Linked DNA regions of Mus musculus: all the other regions are linked to region 2. A link is a contact called in public HiCAR-type, HiChIP or PLAC-seq and promoter capture Hi-C data. All regions are on one chromosome and are shown on one strand. Each heading gives the region's core, a stretch centred on a gene start, on an enhancer-like site or on the middle of the called end of the contact. The rest is flanking DNA. Distances are from core to core; before and after follow the strand shown. Region 1 overlaps Tbc1d5 (TBC1 domain family, member 5). Region 2 holds the start of Dazl (deleted in azoospermia-like). Region 3 overlaps Tbc1d5 (TBC1 domain family, member 5). Region 4 holds the start of Daam2 (dishevelled associated activator of morphogenesis 2).

What was found. Promoter capture Hi-C pulls out the DNA fragments that hold promoters and counts their contacts. HiCAR-type assays count read pairs that join an accessible place to other places. HiChIP or PLAC-seq counts read pairs in DNA pulled down with a chosen protein or histone mark.
Region 1: a contact with region 2 is called in an H3K4me3 HiChIP or PLAC-seq map of bone marrow-derived macrophages, with 7 times the contacts expected there. The contact joins the enhancer-like site here to the promoter of Dazl in region 2. A contact is called at or near these places in 4 of 39 promoter capture datasets (the 3T3-L1 cell line, liver and pre-B cells), 1 of 484 Hi-C or Micro-C datasets (embryonic stem cells), 2 of 115 datasets of contacts at active chromatin or transcription factors (bone marrow-derived macrophages and microglia) and 3 of 9 other capture datasets (adipose tissue, liver and pancreatic islet).
Region 3: a contact with region 2 is called in a promoter capture Hi-C map of neutrophils, with 4 times the contacts expected there. The contact joins the enhancer-like site here to the promoter of Dazl in region 2. A contact is called at or near these places in 10 of 39 promoter capture datasets (HPC-7-derived erythroid cells, frontonasal cranial neural crest, hematopoietic stem and progenitor cells and 6 more) and 2 of 9 other capture datasets (adipose tissue and pancreatic islet).
Region 4: a contact with region 2 is called in a HiCAR-type map of astrocytes, with 2.2 times the contacts expected there. The contact joins the promoter of Daam2 here to the promoter of Dazl in region 2. A contact is called at or near these places in 2 of 115 datasets of contacts at active chromatin or transcription factors (astrocytes and embryonic stem cells).

Annotation. Positions count from the first base shown.
Region 1 is chr17:50,992,136-50,995,280 of GRCm38.p6, forward strand. All of the region lies in intron 3 of Tbc1d5 (TBC1 domain family, member 5), which reads right to left. Among named protein-coding and RNA genes, the nearest start is that of Gm31083, 110 kb to the left of the region's middle. Within about 2 kb of position 1,681, at least 121 of the 459 cell types and tissues checked have an H3K27ac peak or open chromatin away from gene starts, as enhancers often do. A contact at or near this core is called in adipose tissue, bone marrow-derived macrophages, liver and 2 more, where this site is marked.
Region 2 is chr17:50,292,273-50,295,565 of GRCm38.p6, forward strand. Dazl (deleted in azoospermia-like) reads right to left here and starts at 1,348. Exons shown (of 11, transcript NM_010021.5): 1 at 1,135-1,348. The coding sequence starts at 1,137.
Region 3 is chr17:50,887,942-50,891,078 of GRCm38.p6, forward strand. The region is part of intron 13 of Tbc1d5 (TBC1 domain family, member 5); the gene reads right to left. All of the region lies in intron 2 of Gm31083 (a long non-coding RNA gene), which reads left to right. Among named protein-coding and RNA genes, the nearest start is that of Gm31083, 9.6 kb to the left of the region's middle. Within about 2 kb of position 1,715, at least 19 of the 459 cell types and tissues checked have an H3K27ac peak or open chromatin away from gene starts, as enhancers often do. A contact at or near this core is called in neutrophils, where this site is marked.
Region 4 is chr17:49,562,258-49,565,730 of GRCm38.p6, forward strand. It overlaps Daam2 (dishevelled associated activator of morphogenesis 2), which reads right to left and starts at 2,053. Exons shown (of 25, transcript NM_001379372.1): 1 at 1,946-2,053.

The sequences.
Region 1 (3,145 bases), core at 431-2,930, 700 kb after region 2:
CAATATTAAAAGAATTTTGAATCTAAAGTTTCAAAGTTCATACAAAAAATCCAAGATAAATGTTTTCAAGCATATCATTAATATTACAAAACATCTATCACTATAAATCAAACTCACTGGAACCTTCATACTCAATTAAAAAAATTATGAGTCCTTCAAAATTCCAAGAAGTAATGAATCAGAAAGTATATATAATTTGTAAAATGTATTTTCTATTAAAGAATTGTTACTTTAAAAATAGCTTATAAAATTTGAAACCTATAATTACTTGCATTTACCATTTTATAATGCATAATTATTAACAGAAATGACAAACTTGATAATAATGAAAATTAAAAATTATTATATTATTATATTTTAAAATCTATGACAAACTAATTATCAAATTTAACTATTACTACACACCATAACAGATATCAAAGTAATTGGTTATTGATTTTATACAAACTAACAAATTAGAAGGTATCTAGAAAAATGTTAAGTATGCCCTAATTAATAAATGCATTTTCTAATTCAAGTTTGCATTCATGCAACTGGACCAATGTGTTAACTTTCCTAGGATTTTAAAATTCAATGGCAAGGCAATTGTTAAACACTTCTAGAACTGATCTTACAGAAAACAGAAAGCAAGAAAAATATATTTGAATAAGGAGTTTCATTAGGCTGCCTCAATACAGGCCTTTCCTACTATAAAAGGGCAAGATAGTACAGAGTTTCCTCTACCTTGTATTCTTGCTGAGTCCATTTCAGATTTAACTATAATTTGATCTCTTTGATGGAGAAACCTGTGGAAAATTACTTAAATGATTCTAAAAAACTAAGGTCAAGATGCCCCAGCTAATTTATCTGGGCTTCTGTTACACTACCTGCTTGAGCAAAACGTTATTTATTGTTTTATTAAAACTCCAGTTTATTGTGTATTATAGCTTCTGCCAAACTGCTTGCTTGCACAAAATATCCACCTATAACTGCCAGATGAGATACAGGATAGGGTTTTGCCTTTAAAAGCACTTTGATCTAAATGTCCGATACTACATTTAGGTACAGAATATCTAAGTGTACTCCCAACTAACAGGAATTGACTTTTAACTGACTGTGGGCTATGACATAACTGGTGGACTCCCTGAAGCATTTTAGAGGTTCAGGTTGTGCCCATGCCCCAGTGAGAGCCTTAGAGACTGGATCCCAAAACTGATGGTACCCACAGGAGTAGGAAGGAATACTCTGGCTATAGAGGAGTCCTAGAGGGTATGTACCTTGATTTATCCCAGGCGCTGGGGAAAACCTCTCCCAACAATCACTGTCTAGTACTCTAGAAGCATCTGAATCCAGTTCCCCAAAAGACAAAAGTCATCTGATTCGGATGACTCCAAAGGTTAAGTGTCATCTGCAGGAGGTGACATCTAGGTAGGACACAAGAGGAGAAGACATACAGGAGCATAGATTCTGCATCACAGAACTCACCTGGCCTGTTCAGATACATGAGTGTATGGTAGCCACCCCTGGCTGACTTTACTATGTGTCTCTCAGTATGAGAGATGTGTGTCTATTTCACTTTGTGTGTTTTTGTCAGTTATATTGGTTGGAGAAACAGATCTAAAATGGGGAAGTAGTGAGTCATTGCAAGACTGTAGCCATTACTATCTCTGAGACAGCACATGACTTCCTGAAGGCTCACAGGCCACAGTGGGCTGACCACCCATGCTGCAATATCCTGCTTTCCAGGGGTGAAAGTGGCTGCACAGCAGCTGGCTACTGCCTTTTGCTATGATTACACCAGCAGCTCCCAAGTGTTGCAGCCACCAGTTTCCCTGTAGTAAACAATCGTTCTCTTGTAAAAAGTACTTCCATTCTGGCTTACAACCTGTGCTCTTGTGGTATTGACTCTAAATTACATTTGTCTTGGCCAGGGCACTCAGAGGAAGTCAAAACCTCTGCCTGTTCTCTCAGCCATTCTAGAAGAAATTGATCTATCTCTTCCTGACTGTTTGGTTCTGTCTTACTTAGGTGAATACTGCTCTAGGTGAAAAAAGGTCCTGTTCCCTGTGTGGAAGAGGGCAACAGCCCAGCCTCTCATCCAAGAGAACCCCTGCAGTCTAATCCTAGAGGCTTAAGCAGCTCTGTGTGCCCTGTAAAGTGTTCTAGTCACACTGGGGTAATCTGAGTAATGTGAGTAGTGACTGGGGTGGAAGTTCCACTCATTCATGGTTTATGTCTCCTTCTCTATCAGTGACTTGTATAACTGGAAGACTTAAAACCATTCTGTTTCAGAATCTTTAACTATAGGCTCTTTAACTATACATATAGGCAAATGTGGATGATTGCAGGCAGATCCTGACCACACTGTTTACAGGGTTTATAGTAGTTTTAGTACTGGTTATGTTTTTGTAAAAGACTTATGGCTTACAATTGTGTATGATTTGGTAGCTATGGTAGTGAAAAGCCTTATAACATTCTACAGAATATAACTAGAGAAGTATAGCTTCTGATAAGGAACCCGAATGACATTTTTGAGATGCTAGGATATTACCCATAGCACAAACAGAATGGATTTCGCATGTCTGACCTAAAGGTCATTTCTTCAGTACACCATATGCTTAGCTTGGGTATAAAGGGTTTATTGGCATGAACTCCCTGACTTATATCTCCAAACATGGGATCAAACCAGACCAACCAGGGTGATCATTCCCCAGCATTGAAGGACTATGGAAAACAAAGCACTAGACTTTGTCTTCAGAAAATACTATTCAGAAGCAAGGGGCTTGGGGGGGGGGGGATTGTTGGAAGAACTGATATAAAGTCACAGAAGTCATGGTGTGCTTTCCTGTGAGTTGTAAAGCTAAAAGAAGAGGTTCATAAATTTGTGGCCAGCCTAGGCATTTTGAAAAGACCCTCTCAAAACAACAAGATGAAACTGCCTGAGCCAACCTTTCTAAAAGTAACAAAAGACCAAGAGCTTATGAAAATGGGTTGCATGCATTGCTGCCCCACATTAAGAAAACATGTTCTAATTTTACTCCCTATTTGCATTATATTTGTTTCCAATATAGACATGTTGCACCTCAAGAGTGAGATGCTAAGACAGAAAGTAGGAAACTGTAACCAGTCTAACAGAAATGGAGATATCTTAAAGAGACGCTTGAGT
Region 2 (3,293 bases), core at 98-2,597:
AATATAGCTAGAAGCTGAGAATAGTTATTAAAGATTTCAGGATTCACATTTTTGAAATGTAATTAAATCACTATGCTAAGCAAATTCCCATGTATGCTACAAATACTGGCCAATAGATAAAAATCTGCAGTTATCAAATGTTTAACCCTAATGTAGTGAGAAAACGGTCCAATATTGTGCGATTTAAATTATTGTGATAGACAAGTACCTATTTCACATTATAAATGCTTAATTTGAATTCCAACTTAAGTTAACATCGGTCATAAGTAGTATAAATTTCTTCCTTTACCTCTAAAATGGAAAAAAATTTTAAACGAACATGCAACATCTAACGGATTTGTGATTAAATGGCTATCAACGTTTGTTTTCAGTAGCCCAAGCTAGCCTGGCAACGCCTCAGTCAGTCTGCTGGCGGCGGCAGCGGCGATTACAGCAGAGCTGTCCGGTCCCGCTTTCCCCGACCCCCGCCCGGCTCAGGCCTCTGGCTCCTCCCCCAGCCCACGCAAGCCAAGCTCCCGCAAAGCCGCCTCCACCCCACCCACAGTCACCAGGCGACAGGGCCCGCCCTCAGCCTCCCGATAACCACGCCCTCCGGGTCCTTTCCACGCCGCGGCCAAGCCGCCAGGCCGCAGGACCCGGCGCGGCCAGCCTAGGCGCCACCTGGCGGAGGCGCCCGCGCTGCGGCGCTCCGACCCGGAAGCCCGGGCGCTCGTGCGGAGGAGCTGGGCCGCGGGGTGGGGGCTGGGCCGCGGCAGGCCTCGCCTAAGGCCTGCTCCTACGGGCACCGCGGCCCAAAGGCGGGAAAGAGCCGTCACGTGACGCCCAGGCCGTGCACGTGGCCCACCCCGGGGCTGCCCGAGGTCCCCAGGGCTGCCCGCCATCTCCCCGCAACCCCTCAGTGCTGGTGTAGGCCGCAAAGGCAGCAAGGCCGCCACTCTTGTCCTCCAGGCCTCACCCTGGGGGCTGTCCGGTGGGGGAGGAACCCAGAACCGGAAATATGAAAGGACCCTCTTTATGCCCTCTCCCCACTTCTCTGTGCTACACCAGAAAAGGCCGATTTTTAAACCTCCGCGTAAGGAATCGCGGCCTCCGGCTGGTCTTGCACTGCCACCCCGGGGCCTGCCCTCGACTCACCATGATGGCGGCCAGAGTTCGGGTGGTAAAACCTCGAAGGTGGAGCAGAAGCCACGCGACGGGGCAGCTACGTGAGGTGGCTGCCTAGCCGGCCAACGGGCAAAAAAAAGCCGAGGCGGTGGTGGAAAGAGAGCCCACGGCCACGGAGACAGCGGAGTCCCGAAGCGAGCGTGCTGAGGGTCGCCGAGTCACTGAGGCGTGGGCTGCGCGCCCCGGGGGGATGACTGTGCGTGGCTGGCCTCGTGACGTGCTACAGCCAATAGGCGGCAGCGCTAGGGCCTCGCAAGGGGGGCCAGGGGACCCACGTCGCCCACGGAGTGCGTGAGGGGTGCGCATGGAGCATGCGCGACATCTACGTAAGGGTCTCGGCTGCCGAGCAGGCCCGAGCCTCACTGACAGACAGATGGACCGACTCCTGCCACTCCCTAGCCCCCCCAGGACCGTGTCCGAAGCCCCTGTGAAATAAGTCCTGGGCAGGACGGTGCTCAGAGTTCTGTCAGGAAAGCATTTATTCAAGTCATTACCTCAAAAATGGCACCTCGAAGGCATGGCGTTATCCCGTCAGCAAAGCTTGGCGGCCGAATTTAAAATTTACAAAATGCCCGCAGAAATAGAAATTAATAACGGGCGGCACGACTAGAGAGCAGGCCTTGCCTGGCCGGGCCCCTTCACCCTCTTTTTCAGCCACATTGAGAAGGTTGAGTCCGGGTGCATGTGGAAGGCGCACCTCATGCCTCACGGGCCGGCCCGTCAGCCATCAGGACTTAGTTTTTTTCTTCCGTTTTTTTTCTCCCCCCCCCCCGCCCCTTCAAATAAATGCCCGAATTATCCGGTACAAAGGACACAGCAGTGACCAGACCACACGAGAGAATATCCCTCCCTTCGTGGAATTTAGGTTGCAGTGTGAGCGTTTCTCTTGTAGGCTTTACAGAAACAAGCTAGGCCAGCTGAGAGAATTCTAGAACATTCTCAAGGCCAGAGAAACGGGGCCTACCTACCTACAGCAGAGCCGAGCTGTAGGGTGCTTGGTGGAGATAACCTTACGGCAGAACCACCTAGTACTTATACCGTCCTGACTACCTTTTGTACAGATGATAAGTATTACAGCTTTTTTTTTTTTTAAAGCTGGCAAAACAGCTTAAGATTGCCACTAACCATGCAGCAATGATGGAGAAAATAGTATTAAAATAATAAATAAAAATAAAACAAATAAGGGTAGATTGCACCTATTTGAAAGGGGGGAAATTCCAAAATTCTGAAACTAAAATTAAGCTCGAAACTACAGCGGTGAAGATCCGATTCTCCACTGGCCTTCGGTAGGTGGCTACATGGTGGTGTGAACAGTCTAACAAAGGGCCTGGACTGTCCTCATTTTAGTGTAGAGAAGAAAAAAACCCACTACAGACAGCTGGAATGGTTGGTTAATGAGCAGCGGAGAGATGGCTCTAAACTCTGTAGCTCCAGGCCTTCCTGCGTTGGCTGGATGGGGAAAGCTGAAGCGGTGCAGCCCGATTTGGAGCTGAGCACCTTGCAGCACACCGGTGTTCTGGCAAGGCATCATCCTGAGGAAAAGCACGGACGTGAGGGGACGGGGAGCACCGTGCAGACTAGAGCAAACCCAAAACCATCTAACTCTCATTGGTGTTTGACCTTCCATTCCTGCGCTCTCCAAGTTTGGCGTTTATAGTTATGACATGTTTGTTACTGGAATCTCGAAAGGAAGAGCCAGGTTTTCCCAGTTCACTATCCCCTTCCCTGCAAAAGATTCTTAGGCAAGGCGTTTAAACGCTTGAAAAACGAAACAAAGGCCAATCTGCAGAGACAATAGGGGTCCTCTCAGAAAAGGACTTTTCAAAGAAAATCCTCCTGGAAGTGGGGTCTAGAGACAGCAGTCTCCTAATCCCAGCTGCTTAGGAGGAGAGGCTGAGGCAAAGGAAACTAAAAGTTCAAGGCTGCCCTGACAGTTTAATGACACTGTCTCAACATAAAAAGAAGAGAGGACTGTGCAGAGGGTGCCACACAGGGCAGAGCGCCTGCCTAGCATGTGTGGGAAGGATGTCCTGGCTTTAATTCCCCGCACACTCTCTCTGTCTCTGTCTCTCTGTCTCTTTGTCTCTCTGTCTCTCTGTCTATCTGTCTCTCTCTCTCTCTCTAACACA
Region 3 (3,137 bases), core at 465-2,964, 600 kb after region 2:
AAGAACAGCCTGGGTTCAGAGTGGTTAAAAATGTGGCCACATGGAGTAGAAGTTCTTTCTAGTGGATTTCCAGAACACACCAATGTGGTGTGTTAGGTTGGAGACCCAAGTTCAGATCTCAGAGGATCAAAGGCTGGAGATACATCTTTTAAAGCTAGGAATCTAGAGACAACACTTAAAAGGCACAGCACTACATAGCTCATAGGAGGATAGAGAAGAGGCCTAAGAACTTAGTGGTAGGACATGCTAGCATTTACAATCAATGAACAATGAGCAAAGAGATTGAGAGAAAACAGTCAGAGAAAACCACAATGGTGTGTCTGGACATCCAGTAGAAAGAATATCTTAGAAAAGATAGAGTCAGTGGTACCGGAGATAAAAGACCCATAAACAAATAAAACATTACCATCCTGTGTAGAATATTAGATAAATGCTGGTAGGTGGCATGGGGTGGGGAGGGATCAGGAGGTGACAGACTGAGAAGAGTGTATTTTAGAGAGTGGAAGTTGTAGTGTTGCACAATGAAAATATGTAAGAAACAGGACACAACTAATATGAACATCAGGCAAAGAGGGGCAATGTTTGTTTCTCTGGTATGTGTACCTATAGTATATACTTATATACATGTAATTTTGAACAAGTGAAGAGAAGGACACAGTGTTCAGGCTGCTCTACAAGGTATGAAAAACAATGACCAATATGAAACTAAGAACATAGTCTCAGTTAAAAAATAATAACTAACAACAAAAGCTATTACCATTAATTTTATGAACACTGTTGGGTGAGGAAGATGGGTCAGTGGGTAAAAGAGCATGATGACCCACATCTGATTCATTAACTAACATAAAAATCTAGGTGCAGCAGCATGCATCAGTAATGCTTCCTACAATCCTATAGGAAGATAGGAGGCAGAGATAGGAGAATCACCTCAAAGCTTATGAGCCAGACAGCCTGCAGCAACTGGCACAGCAGCAGAAAGCTCTGCTTCAGAGATCCTCTGACCTCCACATGTGCATCATAGTGTATAGACAGCCTCTGCCCCGAACCCCAAAATTAAAATGTAAAAAAGATCAACATTGTATGTGATTTAAAAGTTAACCATGAACATAGATTTGTAGATTAAAAAAAAAAACCATACAAAATTTTCAAGTGGTCTCATTTTTTCTTTTCCATTACATTTATTTATTTATTTATTTATTTATTTATTTATTTATTTATTATTTTGTATGTGTATATAAGTTCATGGAATAAATACATTTGGGAATCAAAGGGCGATTTTTAGGATTTAGCTTTTTCTTTCCACCATCTCTCAAGAGATCACACTCCTACCATCAGGCCGAGTGATAAGCACCTTCTCCCACTGAGCCACCTTGTTGGCCCCTAAAGGCCTTCTTGAACCTCTAAAGGAATAGTCAATTTCATAGCAGCAATATAAAAAAAAAAAGGTCTAGTTTGGTTAAAGCTAACATAGTAATGATAGCTTAGATTTAATATTATTACAATATATCAAATTCTAGCAAACAACAAATGAAATGTTTTATACAAACTAAAATTAATACTGTAGAGAAGAAATTAATACTGTAGGATGACCTGGAAGTAGTTACATAGGCACACTTTTGAGTAGGGCATGGTATTTATGAAGAGCCAGGGTGCATGTTAAAAGGCATTAGGGAGATGAAAGATATTGCGAAACATACTGAGGAAGTGGTAAAGAAGACCTTTTCTATGTTCTTAGTGATGCAAGTAGCAAGAGAATTGCAGTAGGAGTTGGGGACAAGAGCTGAGCATTTAAGAAGGAAAGCAATACTGAAGGGTTGTGACACAGGGCTGGCATCTCCTTGATGTCAGAAAAAGTGAGTCAGTAAGCATAGTTGTCCAAAACCCTTTTAGCATTTGTGTGTGTATTCTGTGTTTGTTCATGTGTGGGGGGCACTGTGTATACATGGAGACAAATAACCGATGCAGGTATCTTCCCTAATTGCTTTTCATCTCAGCCACTGAAGTACACCATTTGCTAAATCCAGAGCTCACCATTCATGCTAGTCTAGCTAACAGGATTGCTCTGGAGATTCTGTCTCTGCTCTCCATGTCCTGGGATGCCAGGAGGACTACCATGCCTCCCTCCCTGGCTTTTAGGTGGCTGCTGGGAGGCTGATAACTGGTGAACATTAGTGTAGTAAATGACGAAGGGAAAATCAGGGGATGAAGGAAAGAGAAGTCATGTTGTGAAGGGATGACAGCAAAGGGAGTGAGCAAGACAAGGCAAAGGGTATCGTTCTGATGCGAGAGGGTTCTGAGCTGCTATAGGAACTGGAAATTTAAGGATGCCAAATGACCTTGAGAGTTTGTTATTAAAAGTCCATGTCAAGGAATAACTGCAGTGACAGAACTAATACTACCTATTCCATAAAGAACACCCACTTCATGAACAGCTGGAAAATCGAGGAATCCTGTATTATCACCTAAATTGTTATAGAAATCGAAATTGGGTCCTTCGGTATAGCTTAGTGGTTAAGTGGTATGGCATGCACAAGGCCTTGGAACCAAAACCAAATCAAGACAATGCCTCAAAGACATGCCCATAGCTAATCTGATGGAAGCAGTTTCCTCTACTGAGATTTCTTCTTCCCAGCTGTCTCAAATTGACAAGCAAGATTAGTCATCACAATGGATTTTATAATGTTGCAGTATTATACCAAGTATTAAATCAAAGCTAAGAAACTGGAGCTGAGAACAGATTTAAGCTTCCCAACAGATCTAAGAATAAACATTACAATCAATTTGGAGCTGGTGGCTACAGGTAAAATACTGAAAAAGTCAGCTTAGAAATGATACTAAAATCAATTAGTGTAAAACCAATTATTCAGGTAACCTTTTAATTAAAATAAGATGATAAATATTTAAATCTAGCTTAGGCATTAAAATACTGAGTGTACTAATCTAAAAGAATGAAAAACAATTACTTCTTATAAAAACATTAAAAGTCGCGTAAATATAATTTTGATTTTATTAATGGTCTGACTTTACCAAAAGGGCCTTAGTAAGGTACAGATAAGCAGAGTGTAGTAATATGAGGCCTGCAGTCCAAGCAGCTGGAAAGCTTAAGCAGAGGACTATGCATCTGTAACCAGCTTGGA
Region 4 (3,473 bases), core at 803-3,302, 730 kb before region 2:
TTTGAAAACCGGACTAAGTCAGGTTAGAGCGGGCACAACTCCTCAGAGGAGACTGAGACAATAATAGCGCCCTTGTGTGGGTTTTTGTGTTGTTTTGTTGTTGTTGCTTTAAAAGAAAAAAAAAAAAGAAGGAGGTAGGATGAAGTTCACAATGTGGATGGAGAAATCGGAGAAATGCTTCCATGCCCAAGGCAAGAATTGACACCACAGTCATGTCTGCGTAAGCACGAGCCCCGTGCGCATCCACAGAGACCCAGCCACCACTGACACACTCTTCTTCCCTGTCTCACATCACCACCACGCACACACTTCATGGCATGGCTGCCTGCTCAGTCGTTTCCGGTACTTCCCAGGGGGTCAATTTGTATAATTTTTAAAATCCTCCCCAAATCTCAACTTCCTGTGGTTCTGTTTTTATTTCCAGATTTCCTTCCTTCCCGTGGTCTGTTCATTCTCTCTCTCTCTCTCTCTCTCTCTCTCTCTCTCTCTCTCTCTCTCTCTCTCTCTCTCCCCACACCCCCCACCATAGGGTGAGTCCAGGCTTCCTCCCTCCCATCTAAACACTGTTAGTTGGCTCTACTGCAAGATGTAAAACCAGAGACTTCAGAGACAGCATGGCTGCCAATCCAGGCTCTCTCTCCGTCACTTGTTTGTCATCCCTGCTACAGACACATGCACAGGACTGTACACTGTGTATTCTCTGGTTGGTGGACCCCTGTGGCCACCCCCCCAAAACAACCCTGCACAACTTCATTCTCTCCTGAGAAACAGATGCCACACAGAGAAGGACAACACAAAACTGGAAAAGCTCTTGAGAGTCAGAAAAGTGACTTCCGTGCCCCTGGGGACTTCCAGACAACCCCCCTGGGGTGGGGGGAGGACGCTGCCCTCCCCCCATCCCAGGAACTGGCCACACACTCCCCAGGGCTGCAGAGAAGCAGCCAAGGCAGAGAGAGAGAAGGGTTAAACCAAGCCCAGACTCCAGCAATCTGTGTTCAATTTTGATAAAAATCTCTCTTGCTCTCCCCTACCGCCCCCTCCCTCTGCCCACAGCTCAAACAAGTCTCTTTATGTTACCAGTATACATTTTGTTTTGGGTGTTGCAGCCCGTGTCCCTCCCAGAGAACCTGAAGTTAGCCCACTATGGGCACATGGGGCAGAAACATCCAACCCTGCTCCTGACACAGAGCTGGACACAGGACTATAGCAGCCAGCAGCACTATCATCTCCTCCTCCTCTCCTCCCTTCTCCTCCATCATATTCCTCCTGCCCTCCCTTCTCCTCCTCCTCCTTCTCTCCCACCCTGTTACCTGTGGCCACACTAAATCCTTTCTGCGTTGTTAGAATCCCAGTGCATCGAAGGTTAGACCCCAACATAGCAAGAGTTTGGACTGTCCCACAGGTGCCAAGGGCCACAGCCTGGGGATTCTCTCTCCCTGATCTCCCTGATGCTTCTCGGCATGCCCAAGGTCCCGCTATCTGAAGAACAAGAGCCACTCCACTAGGCTGCCCATCCTCCTTGTTAAGGCCCTGCCTACAAGTGGGAGCTGTCGGCTTGGAAAGACTTCAGTCCACCTAACAGAACGCACACACCGAAATGGGCAAAGTAGCCACCGAAGAAGTTGTCAGCATCTGGGAGCGGGGTGCTATCTATGTCGTTTCGCTCAAGCCATCAGGAGTCTAATTGCAAAGCCGCTAAAAAGTTTTCCAAAGTTTTCCGAAGCCGTGTACAGTGAGTGGCCCGATGCACACACTCCTCACTCCACCCCCTCTGCACGCACACACAGCCCACTCCAGGATCGGAGTCTCTGCAAACATTTTCCAGAACAAAACAGGCAGCTGCTGGAGGGGCTGCCTTTCCGACGCCAACGCAACAGGGAAAAGTAAAGCGGCAGAAAAGTGTCCTGATGTCTCCCCGCGCCTAAGTCTCCAGTGCTGCACCTACCCTGAGGCCCGCATGGCACGGTGAGGCTGCTGCTGTCCCGGCTTCCCGCAGGCACCGCGCTCCGCTTGCTCAGCTCAGTCCTTGGCTGCTCAGGACTCCGGAGAAAGCAGGCTGTTCCCTCCCGGCCGGCCTCGCGCCGCCGCCCGCCCCGCTCTGACGTCAGGCGTCTTGGAGCTAGGGATATTTATGGCTAGGAGAGACTCTGGCTTTTTCCCCTAGGTGCTGATCCGATGGCAGCAACTTGGGAGTTGATTTGCAGTTTTCACGCTGGGAACTGACTGGGACAGAGACAGCCACCGGTACACAGCAGGACCAGCAGGACTGGGGCCCGCTCTTTCTCACTTTGGCATCCAGCCCTTCTTGGGGGCTGCCTCTTTTTGGAAGCATATCAGGGTCAAAGAGGCTAAAAGTGGCCATCTAAGCAGAAGCCTCCCCTCCTCTGGCCAACTAGCAGAGGACCATGTGGGGAGCCAACTATCAGGCTGGAAAGCAGGGTGCCTTCGCTGGTCAGTGTATGCCTGGAAGGTGTTGGCAAGAGAGATAAGCCAGCAGCACAGAGCAACCACTAATTAGAAGGCTTGCACCACACCCTAACAACTTTTCCACTTCTTCTTTGGGAATTCATAGGGTTTTTTATAAAATTTATTTTTATTAAATTATGTTCCACACTCCTTGCCTCTTTGTATGCTTTTTCCAACTCAGAGCTGGCCAGTTCATCCGACCCTATTGCTTATACACGTAGTTCACGCCATATACAATAGCTTATTCATCCTCCAAAAGCTTGCATTTAGTGTTTTAAAATGTGGGGTTGTGGGTCTCGTTGGCCAAACCGGAAATGGTGTCAGTTAAGAGCAGCTGTCTCTATAACCCACAGTACCTTGCATGCCTATTTATTGTGTACCCTGCCCACACCCAGATGTCCCCCTTTCCAACTATTTATTGTCAATATTGGCAGCCACGTAGCAAGTCCTACATAAAAGCAATCTATTATTGTTATTATTGTTAAGAGAGGGGGAGTGGAAAATTATTTAGGTGTAGGAGACATATGGTTGACTTATTTACTGACCATCTGCAGTGAACCATCTCCTTTCTGAATTATCCCACAAGCAAACTTTATTGTGCCATCATAAAGAAACATGGGATGGGTTGAGCAAAACAGGAAAGGAAACCGAAGGAAAGGGAATGGTCTCATTAGCACCGGCCCCCTGAAGCAGTTGGGAGTGTGTGTCTGCAAGACACAAACCACTGAGAGACATCTCTCCAGACAAAATGAGGAGCGGGATACATTGAAAGATGGGCAGATCTGAGAGCTGACTGGCAAGGTTCTTCAACTGGTCAAGGTACTGGTGGACAAGCCTGAAGACCTCAGCTGATTCCCAGAGCCTGCCTACATGGTGGAAAGAGAGAGACATAACTGCTGCTCGATGTCTTCTGACCTCCACAGGCATGTGGTGGCACATTCTACAAGTTCATAAACACACACACACACACATACACACACACACAACCAAACAACCAATCTAGCATA